Linked DNA regions of Macaca mulatta: region 1 is linked to region 2. A link is a contact called in public Hi-C data. All regions are on one chromosome and are shown on one strand. Each heading gives the region's core, a stretch centred on a gene start, on an enhancer-like site or on the middle of the called end of the contact. The rest is flanking DNA. Distances are from core to core; before and after follow the strand shown. Region 1 holds the start of TEX10 (testis expressed 10). Region 2 has its middle 22 kb from the start of CAVIN4.

Region 1 (4,803 bases), core at 2,196-4,695, 250 kb before region 2:
ATCAGTGATTATGCTGAAAGATCAAAATATTAAAAAATGCTGTTAAGAACTATTAAAAACTCAGTTTAGTGATAAAATACTGTAACAAGGCAACAGTCTTGCCACGGTTTTGCAAAGTTTTTTGGGTCACGGAACCTTCTGTCAAGCTATGTGCTAAACGGAAACCTTCTGAAATTTGTTTTTTTCTTTTCCTTTGTTTGAATGTAGAAGAGCAGCACAAACTTGTTAGAGACATAACTTGTATCTGCTGGTGAGCTCCTGGTCTTCGTAAACGCCTCGGAGGAACTTCTCTAGCAATAGCAAGCAAAGTTGGAAAATCTATGTTATTATTTAATGCAGCCTGTAACAGTTAGAAAAAGATTTACGAACCTAAGCTGAGCATCTGAAAAATGGGTAATATTCAAATACACAGCAAGGAGAATAATGGACCTTTCAAGAGCAAGGAGAACAAGGTAAAGATCAGGCGTAGGGGATAAACCTAGTATAGCAAAAGTGAATAAAGTTCAGACTAAATAGAAAACAGTATTCCCCCTTGGTCCCCAAAAAGGACAAAAAGCAGCATAGAAAAAATATATAATGTAATAGGGGGACAAGGAACAAAGACCAGCTAAGCCACTATTATAATAAATAACTCAGGCATAACACCATGCCATCTTGTACTTCCTCCCCCTCTATACCACATTCCAAACCTTGTACTTACACATGAAATCTCTGATCTGTGTCTCTTACCTATTTCCAGGCCACTATTTTCAAGAAGTCCTTTATTTTTACCATTCAATACCTTCCTCACTGGTACTCTTGGCTACTATCTAGTGTCTACTCTCTAGTCCACCGGACCTTTACCAGAGAGCTCTCTCTAAACACAGATCTCAAGACCAAGACTCAAGAGCTCTCAGTTGTTCTACTCCTCATACACAGTAAAACCTCCTTAGCAGAACATAGGAGGTCCTTCCTAAAGTGGCCCCATCCATCCTCTCCAGCTTTATCTTCCCACAAGCTAACCTCTATCTAAAACAATAGCCTCTTCTACCTGGAACCAGCTAAATTCTTCTTGAAGCCTTTTCCACAACCGAGAACAACGAACTCTGCGTTCCACTGTACACGACTTGAATAGGGTAAGTACCTCTGGAATATATAAAACTTCCCCTAATCGCCTGGTTTATCATAATTATCCTGTGCCTGGCCATAAAAAGCGGGACAGTGCTACACACGAGGGTATGAAAAAAATGGGTAAAATGGAAATTTCCATTATTACAATATTAATAAAATGGCCAGTGCAATACTGAGCAGCTCAAGTTCAAGGAATTCAGAAGCTAATCAGCTATGACAATATATCCAAATTCACTTAATTACAGGGTTATATTAGATCGCCATGAGGTAGGATTTCCCACAGGTGAAGAACCAATTCTACAACCAAATTGATTAGGTTCTTATCCAGACTCCGACGCTTTCTAGCTGTACACTGTCCCAATTTCTATCTACAAAATAGGGATAATCATACACAACTGTAAAACACTCAGAACTGTGCCTGGTACACGGTTAAATATGTATGCTCTAAGCATAAACATGTACGTGTCCCTCAAGTCTCAGGATCAGTACGTACCAAGCCCGGTACTAGATGCAGTGTGTACCTCAGTATACAATCTGCATAGAACCATGCAAGGTAGGTGGTACTAAACACGTTTTAGCAAGGCACCTCAGAAAAGTTTGGAAGTCACGCCTTTATCAAGAAGTTGAAAACGGATTCATTCACAGAACTGAGCTCTGCAAAACCACCTTGAACATACCAGAATTAACCTGAAGACTGGAAGTCTTCGTGGCAAAACCGTTTGGCTTATTTCATTCGTCCCTATTCCCAAATTTTCATCTCACCCACACCCCTAGTTACCTTAGTCTGAAAGAAAAAGCTGGGGGTGGGTGGGTGGGTATAAGGCCTAAAAAGAAGGCCATGATACTCACCTGGCCTCTTTTAATATAAAAATGGTTTTCATTAATTAAGCAAGGACACTTTGTGAGCTTTTCCTACAATTTTATTACTAGCTGGTACCAGAGACTAAAGTAAATAATACAGGACATTCAGAAAAATTAACTCCCTTCTTCCCCCAGTCCTGTGGGTTCTATTTAGCCATTAACAACCTGATGGATCTTCGACAGTCTACTGTCAACTTTATGCCATATTATCTATCGCTTTGTATTAGTCACGTTAATGCTTTCTCTACTAGGAAAATTAAGAGGGCTGATTGACCTTCCTTGACTTTTCAAACCGAGTAGTATTATTATGGGACACAAAGCATTTTTATGCGAAGAATTCTCAAAGTTCTACTAGTAATTGACTTTAACTTATAACAAAGATTTTCATAACACAGCAAATCAAAAAGTCCCACTAAGCCACTTTTACAGTAGCCGATTTTTAGCAAAAGGTAGGAATGCCAGGAACTCACATCACTAGTCCTTAAGTTTGCGATCCCCGATAGTTTCAAAGCTGAATGTCACACATTACTACTTTAGGTCTTTTCTAATTCCAACAAAAGGCAGATCCTAGAGTTTTTAGGATTTCAATCGAACTAAATTCCAACTATTAATAGTTTGCCTGCCACCTTCTTACCTTTCCTCATTTCCAACTTCTTTTCCAAAAAAACAACAAAAAAAAAAAACCAGAGAGAAGGATCGTACTGCACTCGGCCTTTGGTAATTTCCTCCCCAATCCCTTAAACTCAGGAGTTCCTCCAAACTCCACTGAGGGGCCAACCAGAGGCGATAGATTTCCCAAAAAGCAAATGGTCCGGGCAGGGGCGACCCCAGAAAACTGGTGGTCCCCTTCCACTCGCTTAACTCTCCCGCCTGGGCGACCAGAGGGTGGAACAGGGGACGCCAGCTCATCCCCACTCCGTACTCGGTCCTGCATCCATCCCAGAGGTGAACACACCGTGGGTTTTAGGAAACCATCGTTCCTTCTACTCCAAGGGACGCTGGCCAGGACCAGAGTCGGGGAAGTGGGGCCCGATTCACACACCCCGGCCTAAAACTCTCTCGGACCCGAAACCGGGCGAACCCGCCCAGTCATCTGAAGCTCCACAAACGCCGAGGGGGTCCCGCCCCCGCAGTGCCGGCCGCACACCCAGGCCCAGCTCCAAGGGACGTTGCGGCCCAGACCCGGTGGGCGCACATCGTCCACGGCCGACCCTGCCCGCTTGGGCCGCGGATCGGGGGGCGACGGCCCCACCACGCTCAGTCCCGCGCCCCGGGAGGACCCGGCCCGACGGACGACTGCCGCTCACCTGAGGACCCGGCCGCGGCCGGGGCGCGGAGCCCGAGGGGAAAGCGAGCGAGCAGAAGCCCACGGGGCGACAGCGTGTACCGCCGGCCTCAGACTCTGGCTCCCGGAGCGTGTTTTCAAATAGCCTCGTCCTCACGCGGCCGCGTCTCCTTCCGCCGCCCGGAAATCAGGGCCCCTCCCCCTCCCCCTTGTGCTCACGTGATCGCAGCCCGCAGCCGCGCGCAGCCAGGGAGGCGGGAGCGGGAGCAGTGGGCCCCGCCCACAGAGGAGGGGACCGCGCCGGAAGCCCCCTGCTTAGTGGGAACTGGAGGGAGGACAGCGCAAGGTCCCGGGACAAAGGGTGGCGCATAAGTCCAGCTCATAACTTCATGGGCAAGCAACTTAGGGGACGTGGGCCTGGTTATAGCTGAGCATGCCTTTTATCTTCCCCCCAGACCACAGTTCTTCAGACCTGGAGCCACTTTCAGAGAAGAGTATAAATTGAACTGAATTGAAAAAGGGAAAAGTTTTGGACTGCTGAAGATGGAATTCTTGGGGACATTAAACTGGGCTGAGATGGAACAGATAAGATTTCCTTAATTAGAGCAAGACACACCTAGTATCTAGAGCCTGAAAGTCTTGGTCAAGGATTCTCCCTAACATTTCAGTTTCTGAGCACTAACATTCCTGCTACTAAAATGAAGTGCGAGATTAATTTCTGAAGTAAAGAAATAAACTAAAATTTCTAGAAAAGAGATAAGAAGAATGAGCCTTTGAAAAACAGCCTTCACAAAGACTGGCATGATGGCATGGAAGAAAGAGCCCCAGGTAAGGACTTCAGACCTTGATTCAAATTTGTCTCTGCACCTCACCAGATATAAGAATTAGTAAAGCTGGCGAAGATAGGGACCCTCATTATATTGGGTAGGAATTCAAAGGAATGATGGGAGACCCAAGCACTGGAACTAAAACCATGCTTGTTCCATAATTGGAGATAAAGAGGCAGCGCGAGAGACCTTGCCCTCCCTTTGCTGGCAATATGGCCACATCACCACGATCTGCCTAGAATCCACCATAACCATAAATATTTGGGAGTCATTGGCATTATGTGGCATTATATTCTATTTAAAGCTATGAGAATAGATCAGAGGAAGAAAGATTTATTGCAAACCAGACATGTCCCCGGAACTTCAAACTTGTATCTAACAGTTTATTCAATGTTTCCTTCAGATATCCAATATACATCTCAAGGTCAACTTGTCCAAAACAGAACTATTGATGATATTCCCCTTGAAATCTACTCTTCATACAGCTTATTCATCTCAAATAGTAAGACCATCCTTGAAGTTACTCAAGCTGAAACCTTTGGGTTTTTGGTTTGGCCTCTTTCTTTCACACCTCACATCTAATCCATCTGGAGATTGACTCTACCTTTAAAGACATCCTAACTTTTACCAGTTAACATACCTCCCCTGCTACCATTCTGGTCCAAGCCACTTCTTGATCACTCCAAAAAGCTTCCAAACACATCTCCCTGTTTCCCTCAT
Region 2 (4,958 bases), core at 487-2,986:
TCTGCTCAGCCCATTACTCTGTCCCTGCCACAGTGCCTCAGATAGAGTGGTCTGAAAAGAGAAGGATTTTATTTGAAAATTAAAATGTAGCAATAGGTAAAACACTTGGTGACTATGAGGGGTGTAGTGGGTTCTAGATTCCCTCTAAGACTTGTCACTCATCCCTCCAGATGCTGGGAATTTTGATGGCTGATGGCTCTCACCCAAGTCTGTCTCCAGAAATTGCCCTCAGCAGAGAGAGCCACCTCACCTAAGGTCATGCCCCTTCCTGAGAGCAGCCCACGCTGAGTGACAGGTTGACTGGGGGGTATGTGTGTGGCTCCTGGCTTCAGCCGTGAAGGACCTTCCTGGGTCCAGAGCTTGCCATAACATTGGCTGAAGCCTCGGTTTAAACCTCATTAACTGTTCAACTCCTGTCTCCATCCTGCATCCTTCAGCACTCACAGGTGCTGTTCATGAGAGCATCACGCAAACCACCTACAATATCTCCGAGTCTGTTTCCTAGGGAACCCGGCCCACAGCTGGGCATGATGGAGAGGGAGGAGTCTAAGGTGGCTCCTGGATTTCTGGCTTGAGACAGCACATGATTCTATCCATTGAGAAGAGGGACAAAGAAGAAAGTGTACAGAAGTTGAAGCAGGTTTGCTGGAAAAGATACGGTTTAGGGGTGCTAAGTCTGAGGTGCCTGTGGGATAGCAGGAGTTTGAAGCTCAGAGGAAAGGTCTAGGCTAGAGGTACAGATTTGGGAGTCATCAGCACAGCAAAAACAATGACATTAAAGATATCTTCACCCCATACAAGTGTGGAGTGTGAAAAAAACAAAACAGGAAGCATGTGTCCTGGGAGCCAACAGAAATGGGCAGGGAAAGGAAGACACACCCGTGGCAAATAGGGTGATCAGAGAGTTTTGAAAACTGGGAGTGTGAGCATTGTGGATGACAGAGGGATTTGAAGCAGTTTCAGATATATGTGTCAGGAACTGCAGAGACAGCAGCCTGGAAAAGTGCTCATTGGGGTGCATGACAAGGTCGCTGAGGACCTTGCTGGTAGCAGTTTGAGTGGGGTAGGCTTGAGTAAGCAGCCAGATTCCAGTGAGTTGGGTAGATGGGATGGGAGGAGAAGAGAGAAATGTGATAATCTTTGATAACTCTCAAGAGATGGGACAGGAGAGGTAGGTAGGGACAGGAAGGAGCACAGAAAACAGGAGGGTATTTGTAAATAATGGGGGAGACAGGCTGAAGGAGAAGGCCCAGCCAAGAAGGGATAAAGTGAAGGCCGCAGGTGTGGCAACTGGTTAAAATTCTCCAGCAGGTGTAAGATGGCTGAGCAAACAAAATTACTCCTGGAGAGGAAGAACCAAATCTCAGGCGCCAGAAGTGACGGAAGCAGGTAACAACAGCCACAATTTATTATGCTCTTTCAGGCAAGGAACTTTAAGTACTTTAACCCTTACAACAAATCTACACTCGAATACCACGCACCTGGCCGGAGCAGGTGCGGCTGCGGAGGCATAACCTCGGCTCTCTCCCCGGAACCCCTCCCAGTCCCCAGGTAGGCGGGGGAGCGTACGCTGCGGCAGGACCAGGTGGTTCCAGAAGCCACCTCTCTCTCTAGAAACCGGCTCCGCAGGCTAGGAGGAGGGAATTTTGCATTTCCCCGCGCCGGGGCCAGGGAAGAGCCACGTGAAAAGCGCTAATGGCGTAACGCATGCGCGTCGCGGAGCGCGGGTGCCGTGCCGGCTCCTTGGCGCAGGCGCCGAGGTCTGCGAGGTGGGTGTTCTCTTCCCGTGTCCGTCAGCTTCCAGGTTCAGCGCCTGGCGTCAGTCCGGTTTCTTTTGTAGGAATGCCTGTTAATTCCTGTCGCAATCTAGCCGTCTACCTATAGGAAATTTGTTAAAATATAGTGATATACATATGACGGGCTATTTTTGCAGCTCCACTCACGCAAACCAGAAATGTAAATTACTCCCTTGTCTTGGTCTCCTTATAGTTGAAAAATTGTTCTCTCCTGGCACTGTTCTATTTATGGCTGGCGACCGAGCCGTTTAAGCTTTGCAGTTTCTGTCTCGTTGGTTGAATTAGACTTAGGAACAAATTGTACATATGATGACAAGAGGGCAATGATGAGTGAGTTTTTCCTGGGCCAAGCGGGTCAGTGGTAGGGAGCTGGGGCCACTTGGAAAAAAAAATTCTCCTTAAGACACTTCCTGTCGAAGGTGAGAGCTCAGCAGAAGGGGCTTGGAGCCTTACTGTCAGATGCGTGAGTTGAGGGGGTTGTTTTCAGGAATCCGCTGGAGGGGAGGCATTGCTTAAGGAAACTTTGAAAGAGCTCCACAAGGGGAAAAAGAAAAAAAAAAATCAGCTTTGAGAATTTGCCACACCTGAAAGGCACCATTCTCCAGATTTCTTGGATGGGAATGAAACAGCAGTGCACTGCATCCCTTGGACTGCAAGCTCCCTGAGTGGTCCCTCAGAGGCCTCTTTGGTAAGCTTGAGGTTAGAGGCAGGCCCCTCAACACCACTTCCTTTGGTTGGGGGTTCAGCAGATCTCCCCAAAGGATCCTCACCTGACCTTTCTTCCCATCTCTACTCTTTGACCTCATATCTTCTTTATGGACAGATAATGAATTCAAGGTTTTAGCCAAGTCCTGCTTTGCAAATCCACTAGGATGGTCTGTTTCACTACTGATTTTGAGATATGGATTCACACTTCCAAAATGAGAAGAATCTTAGCTTGGTACTGCAGCATTATGCAAGCCAACCTTCAAGCAAGCAACACTTTCATGGAACAAAAGAGCTTACTCAAATCTCAGAAACCACGACTACCCCTACATTCAGGTTTGTCAAAATCCTGGTTCCACCAACCAGCAGAACTCGATTCTTTCTCAGCACACTTCCTGTGTGTGCCATTATATTGAGAGAGCTGAATTCAGAGGGGTACCGGGAGAGAGAAACTGTTCTTTTCCCACTGACCATCTTCTTTTTTTTTTTTTTAATTATACTTTAAGTTCTAGGGGACATGTGCACAATGTGCAGGTTTGTTACATATGTATACATGTGCTCAGGCATATTCTTATAACTTCTTATAACGTCACTGTCAGATAATAAAAAAAGTCTTCTAGTTACTTTTAGACCCAAGAGTAATCTTATTTGAGTTATTAAAATTCCAGTCCAATATCAAAATCATATAACAACTTTATCCAATTGAAAACTCTCCACCTTCAGTGAAGTCATAAACACACACACACACACACACACACACACACACACACACACTGAAGGGTTTATTTAAAAAACAATAGTCGGTCGGCACGGTGGCTCACGCCTGTAATCCCAGCACTTTGGGAGGCCGAGGCAGGTGGATTACGGTCAGGAGATGGAGACCATCCTGGCTAACACGGTGAAACCCCGTCTCAACTAAAAATACAAAAAATTAGCCGGGCACGGTGGCGGGCGCCTGTAGTCCCAGCTACTCAGGAGGCTGAGGCAGGAGAATGGTGTGAACCCAGGAGGCAGAGCTTGCAGTGAGCCAAGATCGTGCCACTACACGCCAGCCTGGGCGACAGAGCGAGACTCCATCTAAAAAAAAAAAAAAGCAATAGTCACTTGCCCTACTTCTCTCTCCAGCCACAGTTCTCCTGCCTAGAGGAAACCATTCTAAATGCTTATTTTTGTGTTTAGTAAATTGTAGTTGTTGATAAATTTACATCAACCCTGGCTTCTCGGTGGGTACTCAGATTCTGCTACTTGGCGATTTAATGTTTGGGAGACATGAGAGATGACTCAGAGATAGGCTGTGACTCTTCACCTCTTCACCTGGACTCCCCTCCCCCCATTTTCTTGAGATAGCAGGTAGATCAAAGGCCTATATGAAGCCCCAAAAGGCCAAGATTGCTGGCTGTCAGCCAAAAGGCCTTGTCACAAGTCATGCTCGCTGTTGTCTAGTAATTTTTTAGATCCAAAGGCCTGCCCTCATGGGCCTGGCTGTGACAGTGTTTGCTTGCATGGATTGGGCGTGGCTTTTGTTGGAACTGATGTTCTTGTTAAGCCTGGCAAGTCTGTCTCTTGGGAGCAACACTACTCGTTTGCCTTTTGTATACAAAGAATGGACTCCACACAGCTGGTGCTGCCAATCTCTTGTCTTAGGACCTGTGTATGACAGCTGACTCTCCTTGGTCTCTTAGCCATGCCTTTCGAGGCAGCTCTTCTGCAAGGTCAGTGAGCACAGGGACATAAGCCATGCTACTTGGTGTCCTTCCCATAGTCCATTGGGAACTTGCTCATGTATTTGTTCCAGAACCTATAGGTTATCATCTCCTCTTCTTCCCTCTCCTAGGCTACTTAAGCACCTCCTAAATGGTTTATTTGTATGCATTCTTACTCTTCTTCTAGAAAGCTCTCCATTTAAGAGGCCAATGTTTGCTGGTTATCAATTTATGGTCTCTCAGTTTCAAATCCACTCTGCATAGGCTTCTCTGGCCGGGTCCCTTAAATATGTTTCCTTTGCCAACTGGCTTGTTGCTAAGCTTTGTCAGCAGAGGGCACTGGAGAGACACTGGAGGAGGGAGGAGTTTTCTCTCCTAGTTGGACTGTATGGCTCTCTGGCTCTCTGCAGCCTCCTGCAGTGCTCATAGATTCCCCAGGGCTCACCTCCTGTGGGCAGCTTCTCAGGCACCAGCTTCTGTAGTGCACCATGGCCAGCAGCACCCAGTGGCCGGAAACTTCCTGTGGCATGCTCTTGGGCAGTTTCATAGTGGAGTGCCTCTGGAGAGTTACCTCCTTTTGAATGGCTTTTCCTGGTACCCTAGAGGGTGCGTTTTTCAGTAAGTTCCACCGCTGAGACTTCTGTGTTGTCCAGTAAGCCACGGCCATGGCATCTCCAACAAGCTGCAGATCTCAGTAGGAGGCTCCTCCTTGGTTAGTAGCAGTTTCTTATATCGGCTATGCTTGTAATTCTTT

The links. Hi-C and Micro-C count contacts between places; a contact is called where the count stands out from the background.
Region 1: a contact with region 2 is called in a Hi-C map of blood, with 3 times the contacts expected there. The contact joins the promoter of TEX10 here to the enhancer-like site in region 2. A contact is called at or near these places in 3 of 14 Hi-C or Micro-C datasets (blood, cortical neurons and fetal cortex germinal zone).

The regions. Positions count from the first base shown.
Region 1 is chr15:58,050,675-58,055,477 of T2T-MMU8v2.0, reverse strand. It overlaps TEX10 (testis expressed 10), which reads right to left and starts at 3,445. Exons shown (of 15, transcript XM_028835022.2): 1 at 3,279-3,445.
Region 2 is chr15:57,797,154-57,802,111 of T2T-MMU8v2.0, reverse strand. No RefSeq gene overlaps it. Among named protein-coding and RNA genes, the nearest start is that of CAVIN4, 22 kb to the left of the region's middle. Within about 2 kb of position 1,736, at least 18 of the 40 cell types and tissues checked have an H3K27ac peak or open chromatin away from gene starts, as enhancers often do. A contact at or near this core is called in blood, where this site is marked.